2 separate regions of the Sus scrofa genome follow, and region 1 is linked to region 2. A link is a contact called in public HiChIP or PLAC-seq data. All regions are on one chromosome and are shown on one strand. The core of a region is the stretch at or near the end of the contact, and the rest is flanking DNA. Distances in the headings are between cores, read along the strand shown.

Region 1 (4,996 bases), core at 1,495-3,994, 210 kb after region 2:
GCCAATTTTTTTTTTTTTTTTTTTTTTTTTTTTTTTTTTAAGATACTGTTCTTAAAATTGGGTTACAGTGGGAAACAAGAGTCCCTGATCTCATGGGTGTATAATCTGGACAGAGCAAAGGTTCACAGCTGGATCAGGGCCAGTACTTTTTTTATTCTGCTGAAATAAAATTCATAAATGGCCATGCATACATATATACCTACACGTAATGAAAATTAACACAATATTCTTTTGTGCAAAGTAAAATTTAAAGGAAGTAATTTATAATAAAACAATATTCATTTCAAAGTTTAACTAAATATCAGAGTTTTCAGTGGGTTAAGGATCCAATGTAGTCAATGCAGCAGCTCGGGTGGCTGCTGTGGCATGAGTTAGATCCTTGGGCTGGAAACTTTTCTGCATGCCACAGGGGTGGCCAACATTTTTTTTTTTGTGTGTCTTTTGTCTTTTTTAGGGCCACACCACGGCATATGGAGGTTCCCAGGCTAGGGGTCGAATCGGAGCTGTAGCCACAGGCCTACGCCAGAGCCACAGCAACGCGGGATCCGAGCCGCGTCCGCAACCTACACCACAGCTCACGGCAACGCCGGATCGTTAACCCACTGAGCAAGGGCAGGGACCGAACCCGAACCTCTGGTTCCTAGTCGGATTCGTTAACCACTGCGCCACGACGGGAACTCCCCAATTTTTTTTTTAAATAAATACCTAAGCATGATTACATCAGAAAGAAATAATGAAATAGGCAAGTACTTACATCTTCTTATAAAAATTAATTTGGCTTAAAGAGAAGTAAAGATAAAGCCAACTAAATATTGTTGTAATTTTCCCTTATATTTGGTATTTTGAAATAAGGACTAAGTAAGTATATAGCATCTTTATTTATAATTTCCATGAACTGAGCAGTTACAGATACAGAATGACCCAAATATGTTTTAAACATCACAAACTGCACTGCCATCATTGATGATCTTGTGACATGGTGAAAAACTTTTAGTACAGTCCCAAACGAGACAGAGTATGATATTCCTGGAAACTTCAGTGTGCATTCAAACTGGCCCAAACTATTCTTTTTTTTTTTTTTTTTTTTCTTTTTTGTCTTTTGTCTTTTTAGGGCCACACCCCGTTGCATATGGAGGTTCCCAGGCTAGGGGTCAAATTGGAGCTTTAGCTGCTAGCCTACACCACAGCCACAGCAACTCAGGATCTGAGCCTAGTCTGTGACCTACACCACAACTCAGGGCAACACTGGATCCTAACCCACTGATTAAGGCCAGGGATCGAACCTGCGTCCTCATGGATACTAGTCAGTTTTGTCAACCACTGAGCCACAACAGGAACTCCTGGCTCAAACTATTCTTTATTTTACACGTAAAACAGAGTTAGGTTCTAGGCTCAGATAATTACAAACAGGTTTTTCACTTACCTGAGTATCCAATGGACACTAAAAATCACACAGAACATGGGCCAATTGTAGGTTGTGTGCCCTGACTTAAGAATCAGAGGATATCTCTCCCCTAGTCTCTACCCCCAAAATACCAGTGTGGCCCTCCTCTCTTTTTGAAAACCAGAAAACCTAACAAATGCCCCAAATGCTCCCAGAAGCTGGAGCTCCTTCATTTGATAACCATTATCCTAGAGGTAGAAGATAAAAAAAATAAGTAAATATATTTAAGTGCTCAGAAGGAAATAAAATGGTGCAAGAGTGTGTGAGTGTGTGTGTGTGTGTGTGTGTGTGTGTGTGTGGCTTTTCTATACAGGAAGGTCGAGGAAGGCTTTTCTAAAGTTGGCAGCATATGATTTGAGACCTGAATGGTGAGAGACGGCCTTGCAAAGTACTGGGGCAAGAATGTTCCTGGCGGGGGAAGCCAGCAAAGACTGTGAGGTGAGAACCCAAAGAGGATCATCATGTTGCCTAGGGCAAGAGACAGAAAGCACTGATATTTTAGGGCAGAGAGAGGGTGAGAAATTTCTCAGTTATTTTTATGTGATGCTGAAAAGCTGGTAGATGATCAGCTGCCCAGTTTAAACTACATTCACAAAGACTGTCTCAGTGGCCTCTGATATGTGGATTATTGGGAGATATGCCTTTCCAGTAAAAGGAATTATATTTATTGTCTACGGTTCATGACAGACTCTTCAGAAAATGCTCAGGAAGCAGGGCATAATGTTTTCTTCCCTCCTTTTTTTTTTTTTTTTTTGTCTTTTCTAGGGCCGCGCCCATGGCATATGGAGGTTCCCATGCTAGGGGTCTAATTGGAGCTACATCTGCTGGCCTAAGCCACAGCCACAGCAACTCCAGATCAGAGCCATGTCTAAGACCTACACCACAGCTCACAGCAACACCAGATCCTTAACCCACTGAGCGAGGCCAGGGATTGAACCCACAACCTCATGGTTCTAGTTGGATTCGTTAACCACTGAGTCACAACGGGAACTCCCCTTCCTTCCTTCCTTTCTTGTCATTTTGTCTTTCTAGGGCCACACCCATGGCATATAGAGGTTCCCAGGCTAGGTGCCCAATTGGAGCTACAGCTGCTGGCCTACACCAGAGCCACTGAAACAGGGGATCTGACAGCATCTTTGACCTACACCACAGCTCAGGGCATCTCAGGATCCTTAACCCACTGATGGAGGTCAGGGATGGAATTTGTGTCCTCATGGCTGCTAGATTTGTTTCCTCTGAGCCACGTGGAAGATGGGAACTCCTGTATTGCCTTTTCTGATTACAAAAGTAATATATATGTATCATCTCAGGAATTTTGAGGGCTTTCTAAAATGCAGCTGAGGACATACCTAAAGCAGCAAAGGGAGGAAGAGTATTAACAGAGGGTGGGAGTCTGATCCTTTGCTCTTTCTCATGATATTGCATCCTGAATACTCGCTCAGGTGACCAGATTTGAATTTTGAACTCTAGTAGTAGGTATAGAGTGGTGACTTCATTTGTCCCTTTAAACAATTGCAAATTAGACAATCAATTCCTAGCGGGAAAATTCTAAGCAGCAAAAAAAAAAGGCTCACAGCCCTGTGGCAAAAGACTGAAAATTTCAGTCCAGTCCAAAAAAACAAAGAAAAATTCCAGGGAAAGATGAGTCTACCAAAAAAAAAAAAAAAAAAACAAAAAACAAAAAACCCCACAAAAAACACACAAAAAACAAACAACAACAACAACAACAAAAAACTACACAGGAAGCTGAATCGGGCTCTTTCCCAGCTCTTTAGTGTTCTAATTCGCTGTCGACACTCCCTGTGGCCAAGTGCTCTTATCTAGCTTTTTCAAGCGTTCCTCCATTTGAAGAGTCTGTCCACTCGCCTCATTTCACCACCTGCTTCTCCCAATCTCAGTTGCACCGCCAGGTTCACGGTGCACTTGGAAGGGTGGACAGGAATTTATCTATTCAGTGCGGCTCGGCTTCGGTCACTGAATTACACAGGTCCATCGATCCTTCGTGCGGAGACTGCCTGCGACTGGGTGCGGGGGCTCCTCCACTGTAGCTGTGAGCCTAATGATCGCAAGCCTGCGGGAGGTCTCCGAGGAGACGCCCACCTCCCGCTCCCTGGGTTACCGGCGGTCCCGCCCCTCAGTTCCCGTCACGTGCCGCCGCGCCGCCCAATCAGCGCCCGAAGCGCGCACGCTCAGGATTCAAACTGCGGCGCCTGGGGCTTTCGGGGATTCCACTTGGTGCGGCTGCAGCCCCGGCTGCATGAGGGCCATGGAGCACCGCATCGTGGGGCCTGGGCCATACCGGGCCACCAAGCTGGTGAGTATACGTGCGGGAGTCTGGGCGGAGCCTCCGGCTCCGCGATCTCTGGCCTGACTGCCAACCGCGTACTCAGTCCTAGCTTCTTCAGGGCAGGCCAGGCCTACCTAGGTCTGGGGGCGGAGGTGTTTCAGGTCCGCGGCGGTGTTCCTGGCAGATGCCCAAAGAAAGGCTAACCAGCCGGCCCCCTCCTGTCGGGGGGAGGGGGCAGCTTTAATCCCGAGAAATTGGCTGGGTTGTCGCCAATCAACGGCTTCTCCCAATTTAAAGCTCCGGGAAAACAAGGGTGACACTCCCGCTCCCTTCTCCTTGCCCTCCGGAGTCCAGCGCCTCCAGCTGGGAGAGGAAAGGCCCAGTCCGTGACTTTAGGGCCACCCACCTCCTGTAACTCTCACCCTTCGCTGAAGTCCTGGCAGGGCGTGTATCCGTCCTGAGTGCCAATTGTGGTGACACTTGAGGTTCTAACGGTGCCCACAATATAAGAGAATCGCCCTGGCAGTTTCCGGCTCCTGACGTTTCTGTTTTTGTCAGCACCCACCTTAAAGAGGGGTGTGGCCCCGGACTGGTGGTTTTAAAGAGCCTTTGCTGACCCTGATGGCCATGGTTGCTGCCTTTTTTCCTGGGTGAAGATATTTGGTAATCACAGTTCTGAGGCATACTTCCTATCTTTGTGACCTGGAGCTTTTGTGATTTTAGCGATTTCCGTTTCAACGGATTACGTGGTGGAATAAGTGGTGATAATTTGATAATGTCCCTGGCTGGTTACAGATGACTTTCTGTGAAAGCTTAATGGTGATTTGGGAGGAAGGGACTGCTCTCCTTGGTCTTCACCTCTTCTGGCGACAGCTGACTTTGGAATTAGGCTCATTGTTCTATGCAGCCTAGTGGATTTCCAGAAAGAGTGAGAACAGGATAGGAGGAGTTTTTGCACTCTTTGCAAACATTCTGCTACAGACACCCATAATGATTCATTCATTAAAAAAAAATTTCAACACCTAAATTCAGGTTTTCCTTGGGGCTGTTGTCTAAAAGGTATGGATGGTGGTTGCAGGGAGTGAACAGTTTTTTCTTCTTTTTTTTTAATAGTGTTTCTTATTTATGGTATTTATTTATTGATTTATTTATGTATTTATTTTGCTTTTTAGGGCCTCACCCTCAACATATGGAGGTTCTCAGGCTAGGGGTCAAATTGGAGCTGTAGCTGCTGGCCTATCTGCAGCCACAGCAAGGCAGGATCT
Region 2 (4,957 bases), core at 1,298-3,797:
AATTATGTTCACACAAAACCCTATATAGGAATGTTTTTAGAGGCTTTGCACAATCACCAAAAACTAGAAACAACCTAAATAAATGTCCATCCTTCAGGTGATGAATGGATATCAAACTATGATAAAGCAATTCAACAGAATACTACTCAGTAATAAAAAGGAACTACTGACACATGGATGAATCTCAGTTGCACTATACCATGTGAAATAAGCTAGATTCAAAAGACTACATCCTGTGTAACTCCATTTATATGATATTCTAGAACAAGCAAAACTTTACGAACATAAAACAGATCAGGGGTTGCCCAGGGCTGGGTATAAGGTGAGGGAATGAGCTACTAAGGGGTAGGAGGGACTTTGGTGGTGAGGGAACTGTTCTATATGTTGATTGAGGTGATACTTAAAGGACTCTATGCATCTGCAAAAATCATAAAATCCTAGGAGTTCCTTGGTGGCTCAGCGGGTTAAAGACCAGGCGTGTTCACTTCTGTGGCTATGGTTACAGCTCTGTGGCCCTAGAACTTCCACATGCCACAGGCCCAGCCAAAAAAACCCCCAAAACCCTACATCAAAAAGAACGAATGTTACTGTATGTAAGTTACACGTTAATAAAAAGAAAAAAAAGGAGGTCTATCTAATGTTTTCTTTTCTTTTTCCTTTTTTTTGGCTGCTTGTGGCATCTGGAAGTTCCTGGGCCAGGGCCTGAATCCAGAGAGGCAGCTGTGGCAAGGCAGAATCTGCTGGGTGGAGGATCAAACTGGCTCCTCCACAGCAATGGGAGCAACTGCAGTCTGATTCTTAACCCACTGCGCCACAGCAGGAACTCTCACTGTCTTCACATTTTTTAAAATGTTACTCAATAATTTATGGAGGAGTTCCCGTCGTGGCGCAGTGGAAAAAAATGGGACTAGGAATCATGAGGTTGCAGGTCTGACCCCTGGCCTTGCTCAGTGGGTTAAGGATCCCACATTGCTGTGAGCTGTGGTGTAGGTCAGATCTGGCGTTGCTCTGGCTGTGTCATAGGCAGACAGCTGCTGCTCTGTTTAGACCCCTAGCCTGGGAACCTCCACATACCCCAGGTGCAGCCCTAATAATAATAACAACTTATGGAAAAGAAACACCTTTCACCCTGCTTGCAATCTGTCAAGAAATACTTCACCACCAAGCTAGGTTATTTACTGCTCTATTAGAATCTACATGTTCATTAGAGAAACAAGTCTAAAATATTAAGTTACAGAAAAGGGCTAGGCAAAACAAGTTTGAGTTATAAATCCAGCAACACACTTTACCTGTGGCTCCACTAGGAATGAAGGAGAAATCCTCTGTCAGGCGTTAAAGGAAATGAACAGAACACAATTTTGAAAGGTCTTAGTGCTTCTCAATATTGTTGCTATTATTATCATCTCTAACTTTGAGGTGAAGATACTAAGACTTGGGGAGGATAAATATTTTGTCCATGATCCCTCAGCTATTAGGTATCAAAGTCGAGATTCTTACCCAAACGTTTCTAAACCCAAAGCTTGAGATCTTCTGAAATCGTGATGTTTGAACAATACAGCTTATGACGGCTGCCACGTGGTGTGATTTCAATGGACAGGAAGGTCCCTACCTCCCCAAACACCAAGACTTTGCACATTCCTACACAGAAGTACGGTTAGAACCATGTATCTTAAAGTGAGCTCAACAAGTTTCTGGAGGGCAACCTCGCAGTAAAGGTAACCTGGAGCCTTGCGGGTATCTTCTTCCATACTGTCACTGTACATGGACCTACTTCAAACAGTTTTGGCCATAAGGAAGGTGACGCATGGGGCCAATGCCAAAGTCACGGGGAAAAAAAGATTAACGCTAAGAAAGATGAGAGCGGAGGCGCTGAAAATACACCTCTTAAATTACTTCACGCCGGCCTGCTCCCAAAGCCGGCACGGAGGAGGAAAGGCACTTCCCCGCCACTTCAAGCACCTTTGGTAAAAGGCCTCAGTGGACTAGTCCCCGTCTACGTCGCCCCATGGTAAACACCCACACTGGGGCGCCCTCCACCTGCAAGACTGTAGGTGCTGGGCGAAGGGTGAGTGCGGTGCTAGCGCCAGCCGCGGCAGGCTGCGGACCCCGGCGCTGCAGCTGAGGTACCTCGGTCACACATGGGGCCGCTCACCCAGAGCGGACGCAAAGCCAGCGGCCAGAGTGGAGGGGGCGGCGAGATAACCAACTCGGGTTGTGCACTCTGGTGATTATCACAAGTGCCGCACGTCGCTTTAGTTAACTAGACGCTCCCCCTTTCCTCTCACTTCGTGACCGCGCAACCTGCGCCCCTGCCCACATCTCACCTCTCCAGTTCTTGTGCTCCGGGATATAGTAGTATTTGTTCCCGAACCGGTCTGTGCCCACTTGCTCCTTCACTTCCTTCGACAGTGCTCGCCACAAGACGCGGAACAAACCCTGAGGCCAGCCCATGTTTCCGGATCACCTTCCAGCGCCAGTAGCGGTAAGACCTGCCGGGATCCAGGCTACCAAGGGGAGAACGCCCCCGCCGCCGACCCCGCCCACCGGCTGAGAGCAATCCACCCTCTAGTAACGGCACTCACCATTGGTGGGATCGCATCATGCTTAACCAATGTGAGACTCCGCTGCTACACCCGCTGCCTCCGAGTTCTGTCATGGCGGCGTCCAGCTCTCCACCTGGGGTAAAAGGAAGGGATGCTAGGGTTTTTGTCGGCGCGACAAGCGGGTTTGGAGGACCCTCTTCGCCTACGGAGAGCGGAGTCCACACGGAGGTAAAGAAAACCTTAGTTTTTTTCTAGTACGCCAGTTAAAATCTGAACCAATGGCTATGTTAGCCTTGCTCATACTTTCCCTCCTCATTATCCTTTTACTCCCACCACGCTCGACTTTACTCCTGTGTCTTGAAAAAATAAAATATCTGTTGTATACCTGTAGTCAGGTGGGTACCATCGTGAAATCGGGTGAAGGCGCTATAAACCTAATGAGGATATTTTTGTGGTTTTTTTAATTCGCTATTTTATGATTGAGTGTTGTGCCAATTTCTGCTGTATAGAAAAGTAACTCAATTATACAGGCACACACACATTCTTTAAATTTGCGGGTTTTTTATGTTTTGGTTTGTTTTGGTTTTTGGCCCGGCCTGGGACATAGGGAAGTTCTAGGGCCAGGGATCCAACCCTAGCCACAGTTGTAACCAGAGCCACAGCAGTGACAAGGCTGAATCCTTAACCGACTGGGCCACCAGGGAACTCCCGAGGATATTTTTGTTTTACTTTATTCCTTCTCCCTCCTTCCTTCCTCACCTCCCAAGGAGTAACTCTCCTCCAAGAATTCCGTCTTTCATTCTGTCGATGTATTTAGTGAGATCCTTCTGTGTGCTAAGCAATATGTTAAAGGCAGAGCACGGGCCAGAAATGAACAAAGTTTAACGTAACTACAGCAGAGGATTCAGCAGAGAGAGGGCCACTGACAAAAGATGAAGCTGGAGAAGTAGGCAGAGGCAAGATGAGGAAGAGACTTGTGTGCTTGGTTGAGAGGTATGAAGATGAGAATAAAGTGACAAGTATTGCATTTTGTCATCTGCTTGGAGAATGAATTGAAGTTCAGAGCAAGACTGGGAGCTAAGTTAGGTAACTTGCAAGGAGAGAGTTGAGCCAGGGACTTGGCAGTTGGAACAAAGAGGATGAAGATACTTGAAAAATAAGAAATGCAGTCACCATGGAAATTAATTGGATATAGGAAAATGATGAAAAGGGAGGAATCAGCAATGATTCCCAGCTATGTGCCTTGTGTGGCAGGGTGAATCATGGTGTTATCTTTTCCCAAAGAGGGAGCAAGTTTTACTTTAATTTTGCTCATACTGATTTTTCCCATATTGCTGTCAAGGAACTTGTGAAGATTTCACTTGGAGAGTGGAGTAGACAGTTGCATATATACGTTTGATGCTCAGGAGAAATTTAGGTATCTTTAATGCAAGATGATATGTGAAGCAAGGGGGACATAAGATTTCCTAGCCACTATTTGTGGAGTAAAGAGAGAGAAGCTATTCAATGATAAAAAAAACCTGAAAAATATTAACACTTAAAGTTAAGCAGAAAATGAGATTGCAGAGGAACTGAAAAGGAGTAACCGGAGGGATAGAAGGAAAATCAGGGTAATGAGGTATCATGGCTGCTAAGGGAAGACTGTCTAAAGAGGAAGTTATCAAATGTGTCAGTCGCTGCTCCCAAATCCCTTCTTTGCTCTCAATGGTTCTCCATCCCATTACTCTGCTTTATTTTCTTCATTCAGTTTATTGCCACCGAAATTGTATATGTGTTTATTTTCTTGGTAGTATATTGTCTCCTTAATCCTGGTATTCCAATTGCCTGGAAGAGGGTTTGGCATTATGATCTTAATAATAATCTTAATAATTAATGGGGAAAATTACAGTTGTTCTGTGACTTTAAAATTTTTTCGTCAAAACACTAGAATACTCTGTTATGTATGGATAGGGAAATGAAAAAAATAGTAAAACTAACACTTAATACACTTTAAGTAAAATACTATGTTTCAGCCCTAAAAAAAGGCCAAAAAAAAAGTAATTTGAATAGTGCTTGTCTTTCTAATCATTGCACAACTTACAGTATAAGCTGAGCATCTTTTCTATACATTAGCTAATTATTACATTCCTTTCTAAGTTTGTATCAGATTCCAACATTTTTTCCTTTACATCCTCAATGTCATGAAATATCTCAGAGCTTTTTTAATGTGAAGATTTTTGCCAGTGTCTCTTCCTCTAGGACATCTTCAGCCTTTTCATCACAAACACTTTTCCTCATTTATATTGATAAGTTTGCCTTCCTTGGTCTGCTCATCTAGAGTTCCTAAAATGGCAGCAGAGTCAACAGTCCCATAGTCACCTATATCTTCCATAATTCCATTTACATTCAATTTGAGTTTCACTTCCAGCATTATC

Evidence for each region. HiChIP or PLAC-seq counts read pairs in DNA pulled down with a chosen protein or histone mark.
Region 1: an H3K27ac HiChIP or PLAC-seq map of alveolar macrophages shows a contact between it and region 2. The contact joins the promoter of DEPDC1B here to the promoter of NDUFAF2 in region 2. A contact is called at or near these places in 3 of 47 Hi-C or Micro-C datasets (liver, mesenteric adipose tissue and skeletal muscle) and 1 of 2 datasets of contacts at active chromatin or transcription factors (alveolar macrophages).

Annotation. Positions count from the first base shown.
Region 1 is chr16:39,556,493-39,561,488 of Sscrofa11.1, reverse strand. DEPDC1B (DEP domain-containing protein 1B) reads left to right here and starts at 2,744. Exons shown (of 11, transcript XM_003133987.6): 1 at 2,744-3,758. The coding sequence starts at 3,504.
Region 2 is chr16:39,767,988-39,772,944 of Sscrofa11.1, reverse strand. NDUFAF2 (mimitin, mitochondrial) reads right to left here and starts at 2,547. Exons shown (of 4, transcript XM_021077006.1): 1 at 2,325-2,547. The coding sequence starts at 2,451. It overlaps ERCC8 (DNA excision repair protein ERCC-8), which reads left to right and starts at 2,615. Exons shown (of 12, transcript XM_003133989.6): 1 at 2,615-2,771. The coding sequence starts at 2,695.